3 separate regions of the Mus musculus genome follow, and all the other regions are linked to region 3. A link is a contact called in public promoter capture Hi-C data. All regions are on one chromosome and are shown on one strand. Each heading gives the region's core, a stretch centred on a gene start, on an enhancer-like site or on the middle of the called end of the contact. The rest is flanking DNA. Distances are from core to core; before and after follow the strand shown. Region 1 overlaps Tmem163 (transmembrane protein 163). Region 2 has its middle 53 kb from the start of Gm23056. Region 3 holds the start of Ubxn4 (UBX domain protein 4).

Region 1 (2,700 bases), core at 25-2,524, 740 kb before region 3:
GGTTTTCAAGCATTATTACTCTATTTTATTTTATTTTATTTTATTTTATTTTATTTTACTTTATTTTTCTGAGACAGGGTTCATGCAGACCAGGCTAGCCTCAAACTCACTATAAAACAAGGGATGCCCCTGAACTCTAATCTTTTGGCTTCCATCTCTGGGATTGTCAGTAGGTGCCATCCTGTATGTTTTTTTATTGAGGTATAATTAATGTACATTTAATACAAAGATTACAAGGCTCGAAAGCTGGCTTAGTGGGTAGTTGGCGCTTGCTGCCAAGCCGAACCCTCTCCGAACTCAGTCCCAGCCCCATGAGAAAAGGAAAGGTCTGACTCCTGTAAGCTATCCTCTGATCTCCACACTCTCACAGTGGCGTGCACGCCCCTACACTAAAAATATTAAGCTATAATAAAACATTTGAACATAGATATTAGAGATTGACTCTTATTGTGACAGTAGTAAAACATAAATAAACCAACCAAAAAAAACCCAGAAAGTTCTCTCCCCCAGACACCCAGCAAGCTCCCTCATACCCTCACTTAACCCCACACAGTTGCTTTATGACTTCACGCACATATATTAATCCCTCCTGTCCTTGGATTTTATACAGTTGGCCACACAGTATGCGTGTTTCCATCAGAATTCTTTTATCATGTTCTGAGGCTCATACATGTTGCTGCAAGCTTCAGCCCCTTCTCCTGCGTGGTCTGATGTTTATTCTACTGGTCTCAGCACCTTCCAAAAAAAAGTTGGGGTTTTGGTTTTGGTTTTGGTTTTGGTTTTTTATAATTACATCTATGCTGCTTGTGCTTAAAGCACTTTTTCCCCATTTAGGTTCCCAGTGGAGAAATTGTTACTTCATGGAGCTAACAAATAGAAGGGCAGCCAAGAGGGCCTGTATTGGGATTCTCTAGAGAAGGGTAATGAGCGAGGGCACGCGCACGCACGCGCAGTTGATTAATCAAATTGCCGGCAGCCAGTCCAAGGGTGACCATCTGCACCTTTGTAAAGCTGAGAACCCAGTAGCTGAGCAGTCCATGAGGCCAGGTGACTCAGCAGTCCCTGTCTGGTGCTAAAGAAGCCCTGGAGGACTCCTGAAGAGCTGCGGGGCTTCAGCCTACAGTGGAAAGCTGAAGAAACTGGGTTCTGATGGTGGGGAAGGACGGTGGCAGGAGATTCATTTAACAGTAACAAGTGAAGGCCACCTGGGAGGCGGCACCACCCATTCTGAGACAGGGTCCTTTGTCTCAGTTAACCCTTCCTGGAAATTCCCTCACAGACCCACCCAAAGGTCAATTCCAGCTACAAGCCATCTGGCAATCAAGATTTAACCTCACAAGGTCTAATGCTGTCCCCTTATTTAGGAGACCAGGAGGTAAAGTCAGAGAGAAAAGAGCAAAGGTGGAGGCTTAGCTGTGCTTCCTCCATTGGGAGCTACAACAGACTCTTAGAAAGCTAGTCCAATCACAGAGTGAGATCTTGGCCATCAGGATATGTCCATGAAAATGTGCCTCTTCCAACTTGCTGGCTAATATGGAACATCACCCTCTCTCAGCATCCCACTCCCCCAAGATCCCTCCCATCAACACACAGGGTAAGGACATCTGATTGCATCTTCTCCATGACTTTCATCCATTCATATACTTCCATACATAGTAAAACATGGCCAACCTTTTGACATTGTAACACCATCTGTCATCTACAAAGTCCAAGCTGGAAAAAACACACAACGGAGTTAAAAAGGGAGGGAGGGAGGGAGGGAGAAAGGGAGGAAGGGAGAGAGAGAGAGAGAGAGAGAGAGAGGTGGGAGAGAGAGAGAGAGAGAGAGAGAGAGAGGAAAAATCTCATAATGTTTTAAGTGAGTAGAGTTTTATGTGGCCGCATTCATAGCTATCCTGTGGCACAGGCATGAGTTGCCAGGCACGCCAAGCAGCTGTTTCTAGCATCACCTTGCTGAGTCTCTCTGCAGTCCCAGGCACCACTCCTGTTTTCCCCAGACAGCTGCATCTCTGAGCCTTTGTATTCATGCCGCTGCTCACAGGAAAACCTTGTGTCAAAATGAAATTATTTCAATAGTGTGTGCCAGTTGTCACCTCCCATGCGGGGCTTATTCTTTATAGGAGGTGACAGTAACAGTTGCAACACTGGGACACGATGAACTATAGCTACTAACATCAGATGGAGGCCGGATCTGCCACCCTTCCCCTGTTGACCCCCGCTTTCCTGTTCATAGGATGTGAGATGGTGAGAGGGGACTCTGGAGGCTCGCTTGCTTATGCCTGCAAAAAGGCGTCCTTTGCCTTCCTAATGAGGACAGATTTCAAACCGTTCCGACACTGCATGTGTCAGAGTGCCACCAGGGCGATGCTGGTGCCGGCTGAATAATGCATGAGAATCGATTTATGGCCCCAGGTGAAATTAAAACAGTCATTCTCATCTTCAGAACTTTTCGTCACCACCCTCCCCCGCCCCCTCAGATGTGTGGAAATCACACTAAGCACAAGCCTCATCCCTCCCCCACCCCCAGTGATTAAATTATATATTGACAAATTACTCTGTGCTCCCATTCGAAGGCCTGGAATTTTGTAAGTTAGCATCAGACCATGTGGAAGTCAGGATGTTGAACACTGATGCCTGGATCAGTGGTAATAAAAAGGGAATACTGGGGGTATTCCTTTAAGTGGCTAAAGACCGACTGGG
Region 2 (2,700 bases), core at 37-2,536, 590 kb after region 3:
CACGGGGAAACAGAATAGACTATCAGCTTTGAATGGGTGGATGAGAGAAATGCTGACCAGGTTATTAGATTCTAGAGAGACAGTGCACTAGAAAGGCTTAGTGCAAAATGTCAAGGGCTGTGTAGGAAAGTAACTGTCAAAAAGGTGGTGGTGTGGGCCGGGGATGTGGGTTAATCAGAGTCATCACCTAGCTTGTAACTGAAATGCCGTGTTCCATCCCAGAAATTGGTTACCCGTGTGCGGTGGTGCACGCTTGCAATTTCAGCACTTGGAAGTAGAGGCAGGAGGATTTACGTGGTCAAGGTCATCCTTGAGCATCTGTTGCCAAACCTGACTCCTTGGTTGCCAGGGCTTGCTCACATGGTGAAAGGTGTGAACTAATGCATGCCAGTTGTTCTTTGACCTCCACACATGTACTGTAGCACACACATGCCCAGAACCCCATGCGCAGGAAAAATGTAAAACGCAAGAAAGATCACTGTGTGCTGCACAGTGAGCTGGAGGCCAGCCTGAGCCCCATGAGACTCTGCCTGAAGCAAAAGCACAAGTGTGGTGTGTGACTTGAGAAAAGTCAAAGAAGAAAGAGCTGGTCAGGGCCCCAGAGGGACCCTTCGTTTATTTTGATGGACCACAGCATTATACAAAAACAAAATTCAAGTTCATGGGTCTGTCTGCCTTAGCCACTCTGCTTGCAAATGAAGCTTCTGGCTATAGGAATGACCAAATCTAGCCACTCCAGGAGTGAGGACAGACTTTCTCAGTAACGTAGAGCATCAGAACTGGTTAGGCCTTTGTTGGAAGAAGGTGGGTGACGAAAGTACACACGCTAAAGAGCCGATGGGATGTGGGGTGGGAGGATGCGGGTGGGGGATGAGGGTGAGAGGGTCGGGGTGGGAAAGCCACGCCTAGGTCAGTCCTGTTAGTCCTGTGAGCCCTGACGGGCTGGTGAGAAACTTTTCTCCCCTGCAGCCTGCAGTTGAGGCGATCTGAGTCGTCATTCTGAAACAAGCAGTTAGCAAACAAACAACTGTCATAACGAAAGAGCGATGTGCGTAGAAAAGCGTTTCTCTGTTAGGGTTCCCAACAGCATGGGTCAAAGGACATTGTTCAAAGCAAAATAATTGTGTAGGATGAGAGTCTGATGTTATCCCAAGAGGACTATTTAAGCAAAGCAAAGCAAAACAAAGCAAAAGAAAACAAAACAAGCAATCCCTCTGTGCTTGGCGCTTGGCTCTTGGTTTTTGTCAAACTCAGAAGTCACGTAACCTAGAGGGAAACATGACCACAGGGCGCCCTCTGGTGTCGAGGCAAACCCACTACAGTCTGTGGTCTGAGACCCTGCTTGCTCCAGAGGGGAACATCTGATGTGGAGGGCCATCCTCTGTTGAAGTAGATCTTCTTTATGTGTTTGTGTGGGGGTGGGTTGGGGTGGAGGTTTCGGGGCTGTGGGGGGGGGGACAACACAGGCAAGCTCCGTGAAGGCTTCCACAAATGGCTCATTATTGGAATGGAAGAGTCTCACTAAATCCTAGTGGCCAACAGCTAACAAAACCAGAACTGTCTCTCCAGAGCTATCTCTCCTTTGCTGTTTGCTTCCTCGGCTTAGCTGTCATTAACCAGCAGGGGTTACTTTCTTTGAAGTTGAGCGAGTTAGACTATTGTAGAAAGAACAGTAATTGTGGCACCCCAAACCATCTGTGGGGTGTCCTCTTTGTGGCTCTGTGGGCCTCAGGAAGCACAGATGGAAAGAGGAAGAACAATTCTAACGTTCTGTTGTTCCCTCACCCCAGGAGGGATGTCTTTGCTGCTAATTGATGCACAGATGTTGCACGGCTGTTGGCATGGGTCCCTCGTGTGATAAAGAGCTGTCATCTCTTGTGGCTAGACCTGCCCTGGGCTCAGTTTCATGGCAGCACTTCATCCGACCTCAACTGTGGTGAAAATGAGGGCTGGTCCGTAGGATCAAATGACACTTCAGTGCTGCCCGGCTTTGTCTTTGTCTAAAGCTGACCGATGATGCCAGTGCCAGCTGGAGATGATCCCAATAGTTAGTCCGCAAGGTTAACTTCGCCAGTTTGTGCCCAGACATCCTTGGTTGTCCATGGGGTCCACTCTAGCTGTTCACTTGCATGTGTTGGGAGGACATAATACCTAGAGACTTTGCTAGTATCTGGGGGAGACCTACTGCAGCAGAGAACAGAGAAGGAGTGTGCTCCGTAGACTACAGTCTGAGTCTGCCATGGGAAGCGTGGTGGGCAGACTGGCGCTTAAACCATTAGAAGCTTCTCCTCTGGGGAGTCTCTCAAAATCGCTCTTTGGTGATGATGAGGAAGGCACCTGTGGTCAAGGCTGCATTGTTTGCACACAAGCTTTGAAGTCCTCTTTAGATGTTCTGAGTAGTCCCTAAGGAAGTGGAGAGGAGGGAGGTGGGGAAGGAGGGGAGGCTGGAGAGAAAATAGAACTATTTCTGAATGCTGGCTTCTCCCCACAGAAGAAACATGTCCAGACAGTTGTTGGTACCCAGAGGGAACCCATGTCTGCCTCCACCTCTCTTAAAGCAGAGTGTGTATTTTTCTCTTCACAGACAGCCTGCAGGGATCTACTACTGGTCCCAGTTTGCCCTGGGCCAGTGACTCCTGGGAGACCGCTATAGGAATGGGTCTCATGCAGATGCCCAGGTACCCCAGATGGAATCGATCA
Region 3 (2,700 bases), core at 26-2,525:
TTAGATTATATTAAAGGCAGGTTTTTGGGAAACCGCTCTCGGTCGGCGAGTTCACTGGCCCCAAGGATCAAGGCCAAGGAAGTTGCCACCAGGGAGAGGGGAGCAGCTAGTGGAGGAAGATATATAGTAAGAGAGAAGGGGGGGGAGTGGGAATGGGCAAGGAGAGAGAGAGAGAGAGAGAGAGAGAGAGAGAGAGAGAGATCTGGACTGGGAAGTTCAAAGTTGGAGGCAGGGTATGGACTGAGGGATGCTGGGAGAACCTGGAGGCCAGGTCTGCTTTGGTGTGGAAAATATGCACCTCAGTCCCTTGTCCCCAAGTCCGAAACCAAACACTAGAAACTTGTGCAAATGTTTTTTCTTCCATTTTGATTTCGTATGCATCCATAAACCTTACATAGTTATTAATTTATTTTCTTACTGGCCTATACACAAGTTGATTCTACTCCATTTAGACTTTCTTTACTCTATCACTCAAGGAAACAACAGAAATATTTTCTTTACATGATATTCATACAAGTTAAGTACAGCCAGCCAAGATGGTACACGCTGGATGGTACAGGTAGGAGGATTGTCTTCACAGAATTAAAAATAAATAAGTTTTTTCAATAGCATAGCATAGTGGCTGAAGGTTTTACAATGTGATCCAGTTAGTAAATGCACATTATAGCCAAAAGCCAGCATTCTGCCACTTCGCTTACCCTTCAGATAAGGGGCCTATGTGGTACTGCGGGGTGGGAGGCGGGCGAGGAGGAACACTGTTGTACCTCTAGCCGGTCTTTTTCTTTTGTTTGTTTGGGGTTTTTGGTAAGTTGGTTGGTTGGTTTTTGTTTGTTTGTTTGTTTGTTTGTTATTCAGGGTCTCTGTACAAATCCTGACAGTCCGCGGAACTCACCTTGTAGACTAAGCTGTCCATCTCATACAGGCAGGCAGGCCTCTGCTTTCGGATTGCTGGGATTAAATGCGTGGTTTGCCACGCCCCTCTGAATCCCATCTTTTTCACAGGGTCAAATTAAATAAAAACCAAAGGCTTCGGGTCAAGCCCCGTAAAGCTTGTTTATTTGTGGAGCAGATTGCTTGCAGAAGTCAGAGGGTGACAGCAACTCGATACCTAGCATTTACTCTTACAGCGTTGATGTGCTCACTATGCTCACTCTCGCCATGCTTTGAGCCCACAGTTTACCTTTCCGCAAATTAACAAGCCTCGGAAGACTACAATTCCCAGGAAGCCTCACTGCAGGCGACGTCAACGTGCCGTAGCGGTTAGTCATCCTTCCTGATACTTCCTTCCACTTCCTGGAGTCGGAACCCGAGGCTTCGCGGGGGCGCGCACTTACGGACTTACCTAGCCGACCAGGCACCGGGGCGCGCGACCCCTGACGAGGAGTGTCGTCGTCACGTGACACAGGGGCGTACTTTTCTTGCCAAGCGCGCTCCGGTGCGCGTCCCCAGGGGGTGGCTGTCGGGCGTACGGGCTGGCTGGGTCCTCAGACCGGGGCCCGGATTAGCCGGTGGTTGCCGGGGCCACGAGGCCAAAGAACCAGGAGGGCGGGGTCGGCTGTGGCACCGCGGCGACGACACACCGAGCGAGCGCCTGGGCCTGAAGGGGACGATGCTGTGGTTCCAGGGCGCCATCCCGGCGGCCATCGCGTCTGCTAAGAGGAGCGGCGCGGTCTTCGTGGTGTTCGTGGCAGGTGACTGGGGAGAGGGCCCGAGAACGGTGGCGCTTTGATCTTGTTCTGGATTCTCGTTAGCGTCGAGTGAGCTAGGCAGGAGGAGCTAAGGTGGGCCGGGCTCAGACAGCCTAAGACCCTGTCGCCCAGTCCACTCGGTCTCTTCGGGGCCGCTCGTCTCCTGTCCGGGCCAGTACAGCTTTTTTTTTTTTTTTTTTTTTTTTTTATAAGGCTCCAGGCTTGCTCCGCTGCGGGGCCGACCCAGACGCCAAGCCTCTCCAGGCCGCGGGCGGGCCCAGTGCCACTTGGTGCTTCTGGGGTCTGTTGGGGACTCCGGCGTGACCTGTCTGCATCTGTGTGGGAAGCGCGTCCAGGCCCTGTCCCCAATCACTGAACCCTGCGAGGAGTCGCGCCCTGCAGGCCTTGGCAATCGGGTTGTCGCAGGCAGACCCCCCCCCCCAAGACCCCCAGCCCTGGTGTTCCCCTTCTTGGTCCTCTGGGATCTCCTCTTCTGGCAGCTTGGACCTTTTAATTCTTGGTGTGCGGGTGTGGTTGGGACAGGCCACTAGGCAGACAACTGGGTCTAGAAAGTTGTGAGCTGTCAAGAAAGCTGTGTCATCGGTAAGCCACAAAGAAACCACCTGATGTCTTAGAATGTTCCCGAAACATAAACTTGAGCTCACAGATGGTACTCTTTTATCATAGTACTCAGAGGGAACTGAGGTGCAATAATTACTTTATTACAAGTTGACCTTTTTTTTTTTTAACTTTTAACATAGTTTTTAAAGTACATACTCAGTCCTGATTCTTCCTCTCTTCTAACCTAAAATGTAGTTTTCCAGACATGTGCCAACTCATTTACCCCATATTGCTCTAAATCAGTTGGTTCCATAGCCTCCTGTTTTATTGCTGAAGTCTTGTATATCCGCAGTCAACCATCTGCTTCTATAGTTTTGTACATTCTTGATACATGGACCAGTTTGTGTGACAACTATTAATCTGAAGTGACAACTATTAATTTCTTCAGTCA

The links. Promoter capture Hi-C pulls out the DNA fragments that hold promoters and counts their contacts.
Region 1: a contact with region 3 is called in a promoter capture Hi-C map of embryonic stem cells, with 2.9 times the contacts expected there. The contact joins the enhancer-like site here to the promoter of Ubxn4 in region 3. A contact is called at or near these places in 11 of 39 promoter capture datasets (the 3T3-L1 cell line, 3T3-L1-derived adipocytes, the C10 cell line and 6 more), 1 of 15 datasets of contacts at CTCF or cohesin (embryonic stem cells), 1 of 484 Hi-C or Micro-C datasets (pro-B cells), 4 of 115 datasets of contacts at active chromatin or transcription factors (embryonic forebrain, extraembryonic endoderm stem cells, neural tube and 1 more) and 1 of 9 other capture datasets (embryonic stem cells).
Region 2: a contact with region 3 is called in a promoter capture Hi-C map of neutrophils, with 8 times the contacts expected there. The contact joins the enhancer-like site here to the promoter of Ubxn4 in region 3. A contact is called at or near these places in 20 of 39 promoter capture datasets (the 3T3-L1 cell line, 3T3-L1-derived adipocytes, the C10 cell line and 12 more), 4 of 484 Hi-C or Micro-C datasets (CD4 T cells, Th1 cells, natural killer cells and 1 more), 9 of 115 datasets of contacts at active chromatin or transcription factors (the 230-238 cell line, T-cell acute lymphoblastic leukemia, acute myeloid leukemia and 6 more) and 2 of 9 other capture datasets (embryonic stem cells and liver).

The regions. Positions count from the first base shown.
Region 1 is chr1:127,506,242-127,508,941 of GRCm38.p6, forward strand. The region is part of intron 5 of Tmem163 (transmembrane protein 163); the gene reads right to left. Among named protein-coding and RNA genes, the nearest start is that of Gm41947, 28 kb to the left of the region's middle. Within about 2 kb of position 1,275, at least 13 of the 459 cell types and tissues checked have an H3K27ac peak or open chromatin away from gene starts, as enhancers often do. A contact at or near this core is called in embryonic stem cells, where this site is marked.
Region 2 is chr1:128,831,490-128,834,189 of GRCm38.p6, forward strand. No RefSeq gene overlaps it. Among named protein-coding and RNA genes, the nearest start is that of Gm23056, 53 kb to the right of the region's middle. Within about 2 kb of position 1,287, at least 115 of the 459 cell types and tissues checked have an H3K27ac peak or open chromatin away from gene starts, as enhancers often do. A contact at or near this core is called in the 230-238 cell line, the HPC-7 cell line, T-cell acute lymphoblastic leukemia and 10 more, where this site is marked.
Region 3 is chr1:128,242,862-128,245,561 of GRCm38.p6, forward strand. Ubxn4 (UBX domain protein 4) reads left to right here and starts at 1,276. Exons shown (of 13, transcript NM_026390.3): 1 at 1,276-1,691. The coding sequence starts at 1,610. Gm41949 (a long non-coding RNA gene) reads left to right here and starts at 1,698. Exons shown (of 2, transcript XR_878509.3): 1 at 1,698-1,781; 2 at 1,902-2,700.